Linked DNA regions of Oryctolagus cuniculus: region 1 is linked to region 2. The links are chromatin contacts, called in public Hi-C maps. All regions are on one chromosome and are shown on one strand. The core of a region is the stretch at or near the end of the contact, and the rest is flanking DNA. Distances in the headings are between cores, read along the strand shown.

The links. Hi-C and Micro-C count contacts between places; a contact is called where the count stands out from the background.
Region 1: a contact with region 2 is called in a Hi-C map of embryonic fibroblasts, with 4 times the contacts expected there. The contact joins the promoter of LPL here to the enhancer-like site in region 2. A contact is called at or near these places in 5 of 6 Hi-C or Micro-C datasets (ear pinna, embryonic fibroblasts, psoas muscle and 2 more).

Annotation. Positions count from the first base shown.
Region 1 is chr8:2,945,417-2,953,149 of mOryCun1.1, forward strand. LPL (lipoprotein lipase) reads right to left here and starts at 3,057. Exons shown (of 10, transcript NM_001177330.1): 1 at 2,577-3,057. The coding sequence starts at 2,664.
Region 2 is chr8:2,780,582-2,788,333 of mOryCun1.1, forward strand. No RefSeq gene overlaps it. Among named protein-coding and RNA genes, the nearest start is that of SLC18A1, 34 kb to the left of the region's middle. Within about 2 kb of position 4,475, at least 1 of the 8 cell types and tissues checked has an H3K27ac peak or open chromatin away from gene starts, as enhancers often do.

The DNA of each region.
Region 1 (7,733 bases), core at 1,807-4,306, 160 kb after region 2:
CAAACAGGACTGCAGCTCCTGAGTCCCCACCTCAGGGCTCCAGAACAGCTCTTCCAGTTTTCTGAACAGAACCCTGCAAGGTTGTGGTGGCTCCCAGAACAGAGGCCCTGAGGGCAGTACCTCTTGTCCTCAAAGCCTTCTGAGAAATGAGGAGTGCAGAAGCTCAGAGCCCAGAGGAGGTGATGCCTGTGGGGCCTGCCCTGGAATTCTTCCCTTCCTGGATGACCTTGTGTGGAGGAGAAAGAGCAGAAAATGGCTGGGAGAAGCCGGCGCCGCGGCTCACTAGGCTAATCCTCCGCCTAGCGGCGCCGGCACACCGGGTTCTAGTCCCGGTCGGGGCGCCGGATTCTGTCCCGGTTGCCCCTCTTCCAGGCCAGCCCTCTGCTGTGGCCAGGGAGTGCAGTGGAGGATGGCCCAGGTGCTTGGGCCCTGCACCCCATGGGAGACCAGGAAAAGCACCTGGCTCCTGGCTCCTGCCATCGGATCAGCGCGGTGTGCCGGCCGCAGTGCGCCGGCCGCGGCGGCCATTGGAGGGTGAACCAACGGCAAAGGAAGACCTTTCTCTCTGTCTCTCTCTCTCACTGTCCACTCTGCCTGTCAAAAAAAAAAAAAAAAAAAAAAAAAGAAAATGGCTGGGAGAAATGGGAGGTGTGCAGTGGGTAGAGCCAGTGTGCGAGGGGTGAGACAGAGCCTTTCCAAGTCTACTTAGGGACAATCCTCTTAGTGTTCTTCCAGCCCAAAAGACGTATGTTGGTGAAAATCCAGTTCAATCAATGCATCCCTTAAATGCCTGCTGCATACAAGAGGCAGAATCAGTGGGGCCCCAGAGAACTATCAGTGCCTCCAACGCCCTCATTGTTGAGCTGAGGATGCTAAACCCAGAAGTGTGACTCGGACCAGCCCAGTAATTCCATGCTGTGACCCTCCAAGGGAGTCAAGCAAAACCTCAACAACAACAACAAAAAAAGATGATGGCTGGGGCTGGCACTGTGGCGTAGGTGGGTAAAGAGCCGGCTGCAGGGCCAGCATCCCAAATGGGCACAGGTTTGAGTCTCAGCTGCTCCACTTATAATCCAGCTCTCTGCTAATGCTCCTGGGAAGGCAGTGGAAGATGGTCAAGTGCTTGGGCCCCTGAACCTGTGTGGGAGACCCAGAAGAACCTCCAGGCTCCTGGCTTCAGATCAGCGCAGCTCCAGCCGTTGAAGTGATTTGGGGAGTGAACCAGCAGATGGAAGACCTCTCTCTATATACCTCTGCCTCTGCCTCTCTGTAACTCTGCCTTTCAAAGAAATTAATAAAGAAATCTTAAAAAAAAAAACTTACTAAAAAAAAAAAAAGTGGTGGCACACGTCTGCCAGCAGCCTGAAGCGACCAGAGCCCTGTGTGTCCCTGCGCTACCTGCAATGGAAATTCGGAGTTGATTCCCGCTACCCACAGGGGGGCCGCTGTGGCCCGGAACACACCGCATCACAGCACACTGACTCTCCCGTGTTCTCCAATGAGAGAAGCCTCCTCTCTACACTCAAAGCCCTGGGCTGCCTCCACCTTGAGCCGCGGCGGGAAAAGCCCCTTCCAGATCACATCACCCTGCGCCCGGCTCCACCACGCCTACTGGTGTGACCCGCTTCCCACCGTGTCCTGCGTTCGCACGCCCGAGTGCACAAAACGAGCCAAGGTTCAAGTTACCAGGCTGCGTCTACCATGGGCAGCTCCCCGGCTGGGCTCATTCGCTCGCTCGCTTACTATTATTTTTTTTTCCTGCAGTAAAGAAATTCTCTGACGCCCTAACTCCAGCGAGCTGGCGATGCCCTGGCTGGCGGTGACCGCGGTTGCGCCCCCGCGCGACCCCCCTCGCAGCAGCACCGCGGGGACTGGACAGGGTGGCCGCGGGCAGGCAGACCTGGCAACCCGTCACAGGTCATCGGCCGTGGACTGCGGGGCCACGTTCCCAGCAGGGCCGACCCTTCGCTGGGATTCGTGCGCCCTGAGAAAAGCGGAGCGCAGGTGCTTGGACGCCGTACCCTGCCTCCAGGGCGCGTCCCAGGAACTCTGAGCCGCACGCCCCCCGCCTCCCGGGTTCCACAGCTCTGCGAAGGGTTGCACCGCCTACAGCCCGGATACCCTGCGCGACCGCTTGTGCCCGCGATTCCCCCGGTGGGGGACGGAGCCGGGGTCACCTTGGCCCGCGCGCCTTTCATTCCAGGGCGCCGGCAGCCGGGAGGCTTCTGCGGGTCACCGCCGGCAAGACCATGGGTCGCCGCCGGCCTCCACCCGCCCCGCACACCGCGGCTCTCCGGAGCCGCGCCGGTGCGCGGGGAACGCGGGCGCAGACGGAGTGGAAAGGACAGCGCGGGAACCCGGGAGAGGAGAAAAAAAAAAGCGGGAACCGGATCGCAGGCAGATTCCCTTGCTGGCGCCTCCAGGATCCCAGTCCCGGGACCCTTCTCGGGCTGGGCAAAGTCCCTGGTGCGCGCCCCACAGCCGCTGCCAACTTCTTCCCTGGCAGCGCCAGCACGCGTGGAAGCGGCCGCACCGGCAGGTGGAGCGAAGTTTGCGCGGCGCGGCGCGGCACTTACGGTCGGCGGCGGCCACCCCTCCGCGGGAGGCGGTCAGGCTCTGGAGCCACGCGCCCAGGACCACCAGGAGCAGAGTCTTGCTCTCCATGTCAGGGCGCCTCCCTGTGCAGGAGCCGCGCGAACGCACGGGTGGACGCGGAGTGCAGGAGGAAGAGAGCGAGCTGCAGCCGCGGTCCGCGCGGGCGGTTCACGCTTTAAAGGGGAGGGGAGGGGAGGGGAGGGGAGGGGAGGGGAGGGGAGGGGAGGGCAGCTGGAAGGGGCAGGTTTCCTCGGAGGAGGGGGGAAGAGGAGGGGGAGGGATCCAGTCTGACACTGCTTCCACTCCACTCGCTGCTGATGGGACTGGGAATATGCAAATAAACCTCACCACCTATTGGCTCTAAAATCACAAGTTGGGGTTGGGGGGAGGGCCCTCCATGCACTCTCAGAGATTTGAGCAGCCTGGGCTCTGCCAGCGAGAAGGGGGCAAGAGGGCGAAAGGGCAGGGGGGAAACACTGGCGCCTGGGCCGCCCGCAGGGGGCTGCTCCCCAGGGTCCCCAGGAAGCGACAGACTCCCAGTTTACAGCAGCTTGGGTGAAGCGCTCAATAGTCACCGGGTTTCCAAGGAGGGGAAGTGTCGCTGTGAACTCCCGCGCAGACCTCCAGGGAGCTTCCGTCCATCAGGCTAATAGATGCCTTGGTCAACCTTGACCGCCCTTCCCCGCCCCCAAGTTCTTGAAGAGACCCGGGAACACAGGGCCCCGAGGCTGTGCTTTCGGGGAGCTGGTAGTTGGGCCCTGGACCCCCTGGGTGCCCGGGGGGGGGGGCGGGGAGAAGCCCACTCACTCCAACCAGCTTCTAATTTTTGCCTCATGCCAATCATCCTCAATTCCAGCCTCAAGGAATGCAGGAATGATACTTTATCTTCAGAGGCAGGGCGTCTAGGTCAGATAACTTAAGACTGCCTTGAGTTATGACAAGTGGAAGAAGACACGCATGGTATGACCCGCGGGTATAGAAAACAAATCTGTAGAGGCAGAACACAGGTTCTCAGCTGCCTGGGCTGGGGGAATACGGGAGGCACTGGGGGTGGGAGTAGTGGGGGCTAATGTCAATGATGGTGATTTTTGCACAAATGTTAAGTACACCAAAATCCCTTGAATTGTGCGTTTTCAGTGGGTTTAAAGCTGTTTATAAGTGTATTGAGACATGCACATAAAATAGGAAGAAAAACCACATTGCATCGGCTACTGTGCCTTTCTGACAAAATGCTCAAGAGTATTTTCAAACCCCTTCTTCGATGGCAAGCATTTAGGGGAGGTGCCAAGGACAGCAAACTCCACACTCTACCTTCAGGCAGAGAAGTTGGTGGATAAAATCAGAAACTCAAAGCCAGCGCTACCGCTCTTCCTTCTATAACCACACACACCTGGGCATGAGCACACACACACACACACACACACACATTGTTTGTAGGGTAGAAGGATGTAAGGCCATCCATTTAAACTAGCCTCATGTTTTACGTTTTTAATAAAAAAATAAATAAAAGTGGATGCGACTCAAAAAGCTCCCAGTTTGTGTTTTACAGAGGAGTGCTATCCGAAGCTGATGTACTCAGTGCCACAAGACAAAACATCACTTTGTCCTGCAGCTATTATTAAGCCCCAGGTTGTACACATTCTCTTTCTCCCATAAAGTATGCAGAGAATCTGTCCGCGTGCCAGGAACAAAGCCCCCACAGAGGGTTCCAAGTGGCAGATCTGAGCTCGGACAAGCTGAACAATTGCGATGTGACCGTCGTCCAAAAAGCACCAAGTGCAACATTTCCGAAGTCTGATATTGAGAAGGGGCACAGGGTGAACCCAAGCCGCGTTGGATGGGCGCCCGCTGCAGAAGCCACACAGTGCTCGCTTGGAGACTGCTCGCAAACTACTATTTTCAGGCGTGAACGTCATTGGATGAGGCAGCCACACGAAGCTGCTCGAGGTTTGATGTCACTGCTCCAGGGAAGCCGGGTGCTGACGCCGCGTGTGGAAGGAGTCCCCAGGTTACCAGGTAACAAAACGCAGTCCAGAGCCAGAGCACGTTCTTTGCTGTTGCCCATCGCGAACCCAGCTGCGAGGGGGCCTGGGCTCCAGCTGCCGGGATTTCCAGGAAGAACTGATTCCCCACGGAAAGGCAGGCAGGCTGGCCGCCTGCCCGGGGCGCGGTGGGCAGGTGGGTGTGGCAGCAGCGCCGTCTCCCGATTGGCTGCGCCGGGAGCAGGTGCCTGGCTTCTCACTCAGGGACTCACGTGAACTCTGGGTCAGGACTGCATGCCCGCGAGCGGTAGCCAATGGCCTTGTCCGAACTCCGGCGAGGCTGTCTGGCCACGCGGAGCTGGAGGCCCAGCTGTTTCCAAAACGGAGACTGTCCTTGTAACAGACTGAAAGCACTCCAGCTTCTAATGAGCCCAACACTGAAAACACTCTGTCCCCTTGCCGAGGGCGCCTGCTCTGGGCATGTGTGAAAGGGATAGCAATTGAAACAACCCGAAGTGACAACTGTAGGATAATGTTATTTATTGGGGATCTCACAAAGTCTGTGCGAAATAAAATTAAAATATAAGCTTATTTTGGTGCCACACACACACAAACCACCACCAACAAAAACCTTGAAATCCATGCCTACAAGAAGTCTTCAACAAATTCATGGGAAGTAGGTATTTGAGAAAACTATGCATGAATTTCAATTTGCTTTGCACCAAAACAAGCGTGTGTGTAATTCTATTGTCCACAAACGTATCGAAATACGTTCGTGTCTACTTAGCCATCTGTTTTCTAGCTATTTTAATGTGCACATACTTGCACGTTTTACCCCTTGCTGCGTTGAGTCATGACAAAAGAGCTTCAAGTTGAATAATATTCCCATCATACAGATAAACTGAGAAAAGATTAAACAACAGGAACTGTAAACCATATTTTTTTTGGCAATCCCGGTAGAGAAGGCAAGTGCATTTGACACGCCAGGCTTTAATGCTGCTGTAATTGCAAACTGGAAGAGTATGGGAAGCAGATGGGGGTCGGGTCTGCACACTTCAGTGCAGATTTTTCTCGTGGTTCCTTGCTAACCTCAAAGATGATGAAATGCTAGAGCATCAGTGTTGCAGAGGATCAAGTCTCTATCATGAGAATGTATTTAATGTAAAAAATGGCAAATATGCACATTAAATGTACAAATTATGAACATGGAATGTAGCCTTACATTCATCGGGTTTATAACTAAAAAAGCATGCCAAGATGTTTCCTATAAACGACCTTGAGGGTTTTTCCCCTTCTTCCCACCCGTATCCCAGCCGTAAATCGTAGGCCTGGGGGGACATAGGTGATTCTGAGCAGAGCTGGTGAGGGGTTGTGAGGGTGAGGCTGAGGCTTGGGTCAGCCCCCTGGGCTCTGGGGTTCAGGCTGGAGTGGCTGGCGTCAGGGACCTCTCCTTTAACCCATCCCTCAGCAAAGCGATGTTAAAGAGACTCCAAATAATGTATTTCAGGGAGACGCAACACAGACAGAAGAGAGTTCCTTTGGCAACGTTGGGTGCTATGGTCTGGAAAAATTAAAAGCCCAGCTAAATATTGTATTTAGCCCACCCCCTGTGAAGCCTCTCCCCACGAGGATTGCAGAAAGGGCTCGTGCTTACTTTATTTGCTTGGGAGACGGGGAGGCATGGGGTATGAGGACAAATGGGTCAAACCCTGCAGGTGTGGTGCTAAATGATCCAGAACATTCTAAGAATTTCTAGTTTTGTGTGGCGTAGTGGGCTAAGCCTCTGCCTGCGGCGCTGGCACCCTTATGGACAGCAGGTTCATGTCCAGGCTGCTCCTCCTCTGATTCAGCTCTCTGCTATGGCCTGGGAAAGCAGCGGAAGATGGTCCAAGTCCTCGGGCCCCTGCATCCGCATGGGAAGCCTGAAAGAAGCTCTTGGCTCCTGGCTTCAGCTCGGCACAGCTCCGGCCACTGTGGTCCTCGGGGAAGTGAACCAGCAGATGGAAGATCCCTCTCTGTCTGTAGCTCTGCCTTGCAAATAAATAGATAAACATATATGAAAATAATTTTTAGCTTTCTTGAGTTAAGCATACTCTTTCCCTTCCAAAAACAGTAGAAAACAAAAGGGAAGGAAAGGAATTATCAGTTAATAGCATCATTAGAAGAAAGTAGAGAAGAGGAATAAAAGATAATAAAACAAGCAAGTTTTCCAAAAACCAGTGCCTGCGTTGCTATGACGCATGAGGGCGGAAGCCTCCATGGCGAGGGAGAGGACTAAGCAAAGCAGATGGACGCTCTCACAGGGGAGCATAGAGCCGTGCGGTCAGGGAGCAGGGCCCTGTAGAAGCCAGCTCATACGAACCAAAAAGAACGTCCTACAAATAAACCACTGGCTGGATTCGCAACCTGTGTGCATTTATTGGTGGGGTTTCCCCTTTCCCAAAACACAAGACAAAACTTGAAAATGTAAGCCCATGTAGGAGATAAAGGGAGACTTTTCTGGGAGACCTGGTGCGTGGCTTGAGCACTGAGGATATCTTCAGACCCCACATCAAAGCCCCGGGTGGGACAAAGAGCTTAGCCGGCTTAGCAGAGGATGGGTAGGAGGTGCCCCCTGCTGACTTCCTAATGACACTGTCACAGAGCAAAAAAACGGGCTGGAAACAGAATTGACTATTACACTCATGTATTGTTATTTCTTCTCCTTTAATTAGATCACAATGAGAAGGCACTGCTGTTCCCACAATTCGGATTCTTCCACAGCATCTAATGGTGCTGGGAAGCCAGGAGACTCTTAACTGATAGGTGTGAAAGATGACCCAGTGTGAAACAGAAATCAATCAATCCCTCATTTAAACATTTATCAATCATGAAGCTGCAACCATGGACACCCCCCCAACACACACACATGTTACTGTCATCTGGCCAGTAGAGGCCAAATCCGGCTTAGAAAAAATGGAAGCCCATTTGACCAAAACTTTTTTCTGGCTCTCTCTCCCTCTCTCCCACTCTCCCTCTTTCCCTCTCTCTCTCCCTCTCTCCCTCTTTCCCTCTCTCCCTCTCCCTCCCTCTCCCTCCCTCTCTCTCCCTCTCTCTCTCCCCCTCTTCTAATTAACTCTTTGGATTAAAAAAAGATACAATGTTGTTGATCAAAAA
Region 2 (7,752 bases), core at 3,225-5,724:
GCCAAAGGGTGAGTTCTTTCCTCCATAAGCCGCCACCTCCAGACAGCTGCTCAAGAACAAAATGTACAGCAGAATGGGTTGTGAACGCTTTCTGTGTAGTTTAGGAAACTTGCCGTGTCATCTTCGTTTTCTCCAACTTTGCTTCTCCTTTCCTCTCGAGCCGCCTGCTGAATTGAGTCCCAACCTCCAGCGTTGAAATTAGGGTATTCCAATTTACGACTCACTGGTTCAGCAGCCAGGACGGTCAAGTCCCATTCTGTACAGCAGAGGGCAGCAGAGCCCACACTAGTCAGGGAGTGAACTGGTGGCTCCCGCGAGACCGACTGAGCCAGCTTAAAACATGGTGTTGATGACCTGTTGAGTGCTCCATATCTCTTAATTATTCCAGGCGTTATGTGCACTTGCAAATTTCAGGCAAAGTTATTTTTCTGCATGCTGTTCCCCCTTGTCCCCTTCCCACTTGTCTACAACCTTTTTTTGATTCCTTTCGAAAGTTTGTTCAGCATCAAGTCAGGCAGGACACTGCACATTTCAGGATTTGAATTTTATTTTTTTTCCCCTGCAACTTGCTTTATTTATTTTTCCCCAGAAACCTTTTATTTAAGGAATACAAACTTCGTACAGTTCATAAATACAACTTTAGGAACATAGTGATTCTTCCCACCATACCCATTCTTCCACCCACTCTCCTATCCCTCTTCCTTCTCCTTCTCTTATTCCTACTCTTATTTTTTACTAAGATCTATTTTTAATTAAGTTTATACACATATGATTAACTCTATGTTAAGTAAAGAGTTCAACAAATAGTATGAAAAAAAAAAAACTGTTCCTCAACAGTCCAGACAGGGGTTGTTCAAAGTCATTGCTTCTCAAAGTGTCAATTTACTTCTATAGATTACCTTTTAGGTGCTCTATTAGTTATCATAGATCAGGGAGAACATATGATATTTGTCCCTTTGGGACTGGCTTATTTCATTAAGTATGATGTTTTCCAGATTCATCCATTTTGCTGCGAATGACCAGATCCCAGTTTTTTTTTTTACTGCTGCGTAGTATTCCATGGTATATATCCCATAATTTATTTATTTATTTATTTTTTGACAGGCAGAGTAGATAGTGAGAGAGACAGAGAGAAAGGTCTTCCTTTGCCGTTGGTTCACCCTCCAATGGCCGCTGCCGCTGGCACGCTGCAGCCGGTGCACCACGCTGATCCGAAGGCAGGAGCCAGGTGCTTCTCCTGGTCTCCCATGGGGTGCAGGGCCCAAGCACTTGGGCCATCCTCCACTGCACTCCCTGGCCACAGCAGAGAGCTGGCCTGGAAGAGGGGCAACCGGGACAGAATCCGGCGCCCCAACCGGGACTAGAACCCGGTGTGCTGGCGCCGCTAGGTGGAGGATTAGCCTATTGAGCCGCGGCGCCGGCCCCATAATTTATTTATATAGTCTTCACTGACTGGCATTTGGGTTTATTCCATCTCTTAGCTATTGTGAATTGAGCTGCAATAAACATGGGGTGCAGATAGCTCTTTCATATGCTAATTTCATTTCCCTTGGGTAAATTCCTAGGAGTGGGATGGCTGGGTCATATGGTAGGTCTGTCTGTACTCAGAATTCTGAGGGATCTACATGACGTCTTCCATAGTGGCTGTACCAGTTTGCATTCCCACCAACAGTGGGTTAGGGTACCTTTTCCCTTACGTCCTCACCAGCATCTGTTGTTAGTTGATTTCTGTATGAGAGCCATTCTAACTGGGGTGAGGTAAAACCCTTTGTGGGTTTGATTTGCATTTCCCTGATGGCTAGTGATCCTGAGCATTTTTTCATGTGTCTGTTGGCCATTTGGATTTCCTCTTTTGAAAAATGTCTGTTTAAGTCCTTTGTCCATTTCTTAACTGGGCTGTTTGTTTTGTTGTTGAGTTTCTTGATTTCTTTATATATTCTGGTTATTAATCTTTTATCAGTTGCACTGTTTGCAAATAAATTTCTCCCATTCTATTGGTTGCCTCTTCACTTTGCTAAGCATTTCTTTTGCAGTACAGAAGCTTCTCAATTTGATGTAATCTTATTTGTCAATTTTGGCTTTGATTGCCTGTGCTTCTGGGTTTTTTTTTCCCAAGAACCCTTTGTCTATGCCAGTATCTTGCAGGGTTTCCCCAGTGTTCTCTAATGATTTGATGGTATTGGGTCGTAAATTTAGGTCTTTAATCCATCTTGAGTGAATTTTTGTTAAGGTGTGAGGTAGGGGTCCTGCTTCATACTTCTGCATCTGGAGATCCAGTTTACCCAGCACCATTTGTTGAAGAGACTGTCCTTGCTCCTGGAATTGGTTTTAGCTCCTTTGCCAAAGATAAGTTGTTTATAGATGCGTGGGTTGATTTCTGGAATTTCTGTTCTAGTCCATTGGTTTATCCATCTGTTTTTGTACTGGTACCAAGCTGTTTTGATTATAACTGCCCTGTAGCATGTCTTGAAATCTGATATTGTGATGCTTTGGTTTTGTTGTATAATATTGCTTTAGCTATACGGGGTTCCCTGTGTTTCCGTATAAATTTCAGCATCATTTTTTCCATATCTGAGAAGAATGTCCTTGGTATTTTGATTGGTATTGCACTGAATCTATAAATTGATTTTTGTAATATGGACATTTTGATGTTATTTATTCTTCCAATCCATGGACATGGAAGATTTTTCCTTTTTTTTTTTTGGTATCTTCTTCTATTTCTTTCTTTAATGTTTTGTAATTCTCATTGTAAAGATCTTTGGCATCTTTGGTTGAATTTAGTGCAAGGTATTTGATTTTTTTGGTAGCTATTATGAATGGGATTAATCTTAGAAGTTTTTTCTCAGCTGTGGCATTGTGTGTGTATACAAAGGCTGCTGATTTTTGTGTGTTTATATTCTGCTACTTTATCAAGCTTTTTTACAAGTTTCAATAGTCTTTTGGTAGAGTCTTTTGGATACCCTATATATAGAATCATGTCATCTGCCAATAGGGATAGTCTGACTTCTTGTCAATTTGTATCCCTTTGGTTTTTTTTTTTTTCTTGCCTAATGGCTCTGGCTAAAACTTCTAGGACTATATTGAATAGCAATGGTGAGAGTGGGCATCCTTGTCTGGTTCCAGATCTCAGTGGGAATGCTTCCAGCTTTTCCCCATTCAGTTGGATGCTGGCTGTGGGTTTGTCATAGATTGCCTTGATTGTGTTGAGGAGTATTCCTTCTATACCCAATTTGCTTAGAGTTTTCATCATGAAAGGGTGTTGTATTTTATTAAATGCTTTCTCTGCATCTATTGAGATAATCATATGGTTTTTCTTCAGCAGTTTGTTAATGTGGTGTATCACATTGATTGATTTACAAATGTTGAACCATTCCTGCAAATCAGGGCTGTGGCCGGTGCACCGTGCTGATCTGAAGCCAGGAGCCAGGTGCTTCCTCCTGGTCTCCCATGGGGTGCAGGGCCCAAGCACTTGGGCCATCCTCCACTGCCCTCCTGGGCCACAGCAGAGAGCTGGCCTGGAAGAGGGGCAACCGGGACAGAATCTGGCGCCCTGACCAGTGCTAGAACCCGGTGTGCCGGCGCCGCAAGGCGGAGGATTAGCCTATTGAGCCGCGGCGCTGGCCGAGATATGTCTTCTAACTCAGATATTCTTTCTTCTGCTTCACCGAGTCTGTTGCTAGGGCCCCCACTGCGTTCTTTAGTTGTTCTATTGAGTTCTTCATTTCCAAGATTTCATTCTGATTTCTCTTTAAGATCTCAATTTCATGGGAGAACTTTTCTTTCATGTCATGTATGGATAGTATTAGTCTGTGGACTTGTTTCTGATTACTTCTAAGTAATCCTAGGATCCATTCTCTGAATTCCATTTCTGGCATTTCTTCCATCTCTTCATCTTCACAATCTAGCATTGAGGCATTGTGTCCTTCTGGGGGCGTCATGTTGTCTTCCTTATTCTTGATTCTTGAACTGCTGCGTTTATTATTCAGCATTTGTAGAGACACTTGTTGGTTTCTTTTTTATTTTGTTTGGTCATTGACTTGGAGTGTGGAGGGGGTGTCTTTGGCCAAGGGCCATGGGTGGCCTCTCCCAGCTGTGCTCACCCCGGTATCCAAGTGAGATGTTGAATGCCTGTGCTATAGGACAGGGAGATGCTAAATGTGTAGGAAGCCACTAGGTTTTCGGTACTTTCGAATGGTAGCGATGGAAAACTAGAGACAAAAAGAGAAAAACTTTCGGAAGTGAACCAACAGAAGGAAGACCTTTCTGTCTGTCTTTCTCTCTCACTGTCTATAACTCTACCTGTCCAAAAAAAAAAAAAAAAAAAAAAAAAAGAGACTAAAAATTAAAAAAAAAGAAAAACTCAGAGGGGAGAAATTAGGAGGGGCTTTTGCTCGTCCCCTACAGCTCCACAAGGGGGCGCCCGTTCCACACAGTCCGAAGCCGACTCCTTTCCTCGGCCGCGTGCAGCTTTCCCAAGGGTAGGGCGTTCTCCGTTACCCTGAAAAGGGTTCAAGGAGAAAGTGTGAAGCGGCTGCACGGTCTCTTCTGTGCCCTTTCAGTTTGCAGTGCACGAGTTCCCTAGGGGCCCCGGTCAGCCCTGTGCCTGCTCACCTCGCGTGGGTTTTCTAAAGCAGCTCCGCCTGGCAGCTCTCTGCCAAATGAAACACACCTGAGGCGGCCGTGGACGCCCGGCTAGTAGGGGCGGGCTGAGACGCTGGCGTCCCGCAATCAGAGAGCCTGGTCCTATACACACTGCCAGCTCCTCACTGGGAGCAGTGGTGACGGCTCAAGTAATTGGGCTCCTGCGATCCGTGTGGGAGACCTGGATGAGTTCCCAGCTCCTGGTTACAGCTCTGCCCAGCCATGGCCATTGTGGGCATCTGGGGAGTTGAACCAGCAGATGGGAGCGCGCTCTCTCTCTCTCTTTCTTTCTCTCTCTCTCTCTCTCACACACACACAGAGTTTCTCTGACTCTCAAATCATTTTAAAATATGAAATCCCATTCATAACCAGCAAACTAATATCCAAAATCTTCAAAAAGCTCAGCTAATTTCTTAATTCCATTTTCCATGAAGTGCTCTGGTTTGTGCCACCATGGTCACTGCCTCTGCTTCCCCTTCCGTCTACCCCCACCTCTCGCCTCCCTCTCCTTCCGGAATGTCTCTGACAGAACTGTTTAAACTCACAGTCCACTCATCCGTGTATCTTCAAGGTCGCCGTCATCAATGTGAAACCTCTGTGGTGTCTCAGTTACTCTACTAGAAAAGATGCACTCAGGGAACACTCGACTCTCACCTGTCCAGTAACTCGATACTAGAGAGGGACTTGCAGGTGAGACTGTGTTGGCAGCAGGAGTAAGGAGCTGTGGGGGAACCGAGCAGCCTTCAAGCCTCTCCTGAGAAGGGAGGGAGGGAGGGAGGGAGAGGGAGGAGAAGAGCCTGGCCAGAGGAGGTGCTGTGTGGGCTGGACCCTGTAGCACAGATGAGAGTGCACTTCTCACAAGCCTGCTGAGCAGCAGAGATGGAGGAAGTGGCAGGTGGCTGGGTGGGCACAGAGGCAGGCGAGTGGTGGTAGCCGGAGACAGTTCTGGCATCATATAGCAGGATCCTTTTATAAAGAGATTGAACACCAAACCAGGAAGTTCTGATGTTAATTTATAGTGAGTTGGGGTCACAGTTGGCTCTCCATATCAGGGGTTCTTTATTTATTTATTTATTTATTTATTTTTTGACAGGCAGAGTGGACAGTGAGAGAGAGACAGAAAGGTCTTCCTTTGCCGTTGGTTCACCCTCCAATGGCTGCCGCGGCCGGCACGCTGTGGCCGGCGCACTGCACTGATCCGATGGCAGGAGCCAGGTGCTTCTCCTGGTCTCCCATGGGGTGCAGGGCCCAAGGGCCTGGGCCATCCTCCACTGCACTCCCTGGCCACAGCAGAGAGCTGGCCTGGAAGAGGGGCAACCGGGACAGAATCCGGCGCCCCAACTGGGACTAGAACCCGGCGTGCCGGCACCGCTAGGCGGAGGATTAGCCTAGTGAGCCGCGACGCCGGCCACATATCAGGGGTTCTTTATCTGCCATAGATTCTTTATCTGCAAACTCAATATGGCATCTGTACCGAGTATGGATCAGACATTTCTCCTTGTCGTTGTTCCCTAAATAGCACAGTGTAACAGCCATTTACAGAGCACTTACATCGCGTTAGGTAATACAGATCATGTGGGGGTGAGTTAAAGTAGAGGGAAGGGGCCGGTGCCGCGGCTCAATAGGCTAATCCTCCGCCTTGCGGCGCCGGCACACCGGGTTCTAGTCCCGGTCGGGGTGCCGGATTCTGTCCCGGTTGCCCCTCTTCCAGGCCAGCTCTCTGCTGTGGCCAGGGAGTGCAGTGGAGGATGGCCCAGGCCCTTGGGCCCTGCACCCCATGGGAGACCAGGATAAGTACCTGGCTCCTGCCTTCGGATCAGCGCGATACGCCGGCCGTGGCGGCCATTGGAGGGTAAACCAACGGCAAAAGGAAGACCTTTCTCTCTGTCTCTCTCTCTCACTGTCCACTCTGCCTGTCAAAAAAAAAAAAAAAAAAAAAAGTAGAAGGAAGGATGTGTGCAAATTATATACAAGCACTGCATGGTTTTACATGAAGGGCTTGAGCACCCTTGAATCTGGGGCTCATTTAGATGGATTCTGGGAGCAGTGCCCTATGATACCAGGGACAAATCCCTACCGGGGACTAACCGCCTAGGCTACTATGAGATCACTGTCCCAGGATACAGGACTAATCCCCCAGGATAATGAAGGACCAACCTCCTAGGACCCTGAGGACCAATCCCACAGGATGTGGATGGGGCCTGTCCCCGAGACACCATGGGACCAATCCCCCAGGATACATAGGGACCAAGTCCCTGGGATATCAAGGACCAATTCCCTGGGATACCATGGAACCAATTCCCTAGGATATTTAGGGACCAATTCCCCGGGATACCAAGGACCAATTCCCTAGGATGCTGTGGCATACTGAGATATAACTGTAACTTAAGATCTTACTCCCAGGTGTTAACATGACCGTGTCTATGCTTTGAGAAGTTCTCTCCCACCCATGTTGGAGCTGGATTGAAGTGGGGGAATGCTATGAACAGGAAGACCAGCCCGTGGTGTCCTAGTTTCATGTGGCCCCAAAGGGGCACCAACAGAAGCATCAAAGTTCAGAGGATGAATAAAACAAGGCAGACTCTGGGGACCAGTGCTGTGACGTAGCAGGTAAAGCTGCTTCCTGCAGAGCTGGAATCCCTTATAGGCGCCTGTTAGAGACCTGGTTGCTCCACTTCTGATCCAGCTCTCTGCTATGGCCTGGGAGAGCAGTAGAAGATGGCCCAAGTCCTTAGGCCTCTGCACCTACATGGGAGACCTGGAAGACGCTCCTGGCTCTTAACTTTGGATCAGCTCAGTTTCAGCTGTTGCAGCCATCTGGGGAGTGAACCAGTGGATGGAAGACCTCTCTTTCTGTCTCTACCTCTCACTGTCTGTAACTCTACCTATCAAATAAATAAATTAAATCTTTTTTTTTTAAAGAAGGCAGAATCTGTGAAACTCTGCAAAAATGGATGGGGGAGGGGACCAGAAGCAGGTGTCAAGACACGCCGTCTCATGCCACTACCATGGGTGATGGTTTCTATGGGGAAGCCTTTATAAAAATAAAAGGAAAAACCTTAATGAAAGCAACATGGAGGGAGCTTTTCACAATGGAGTTGGGAGGCCATT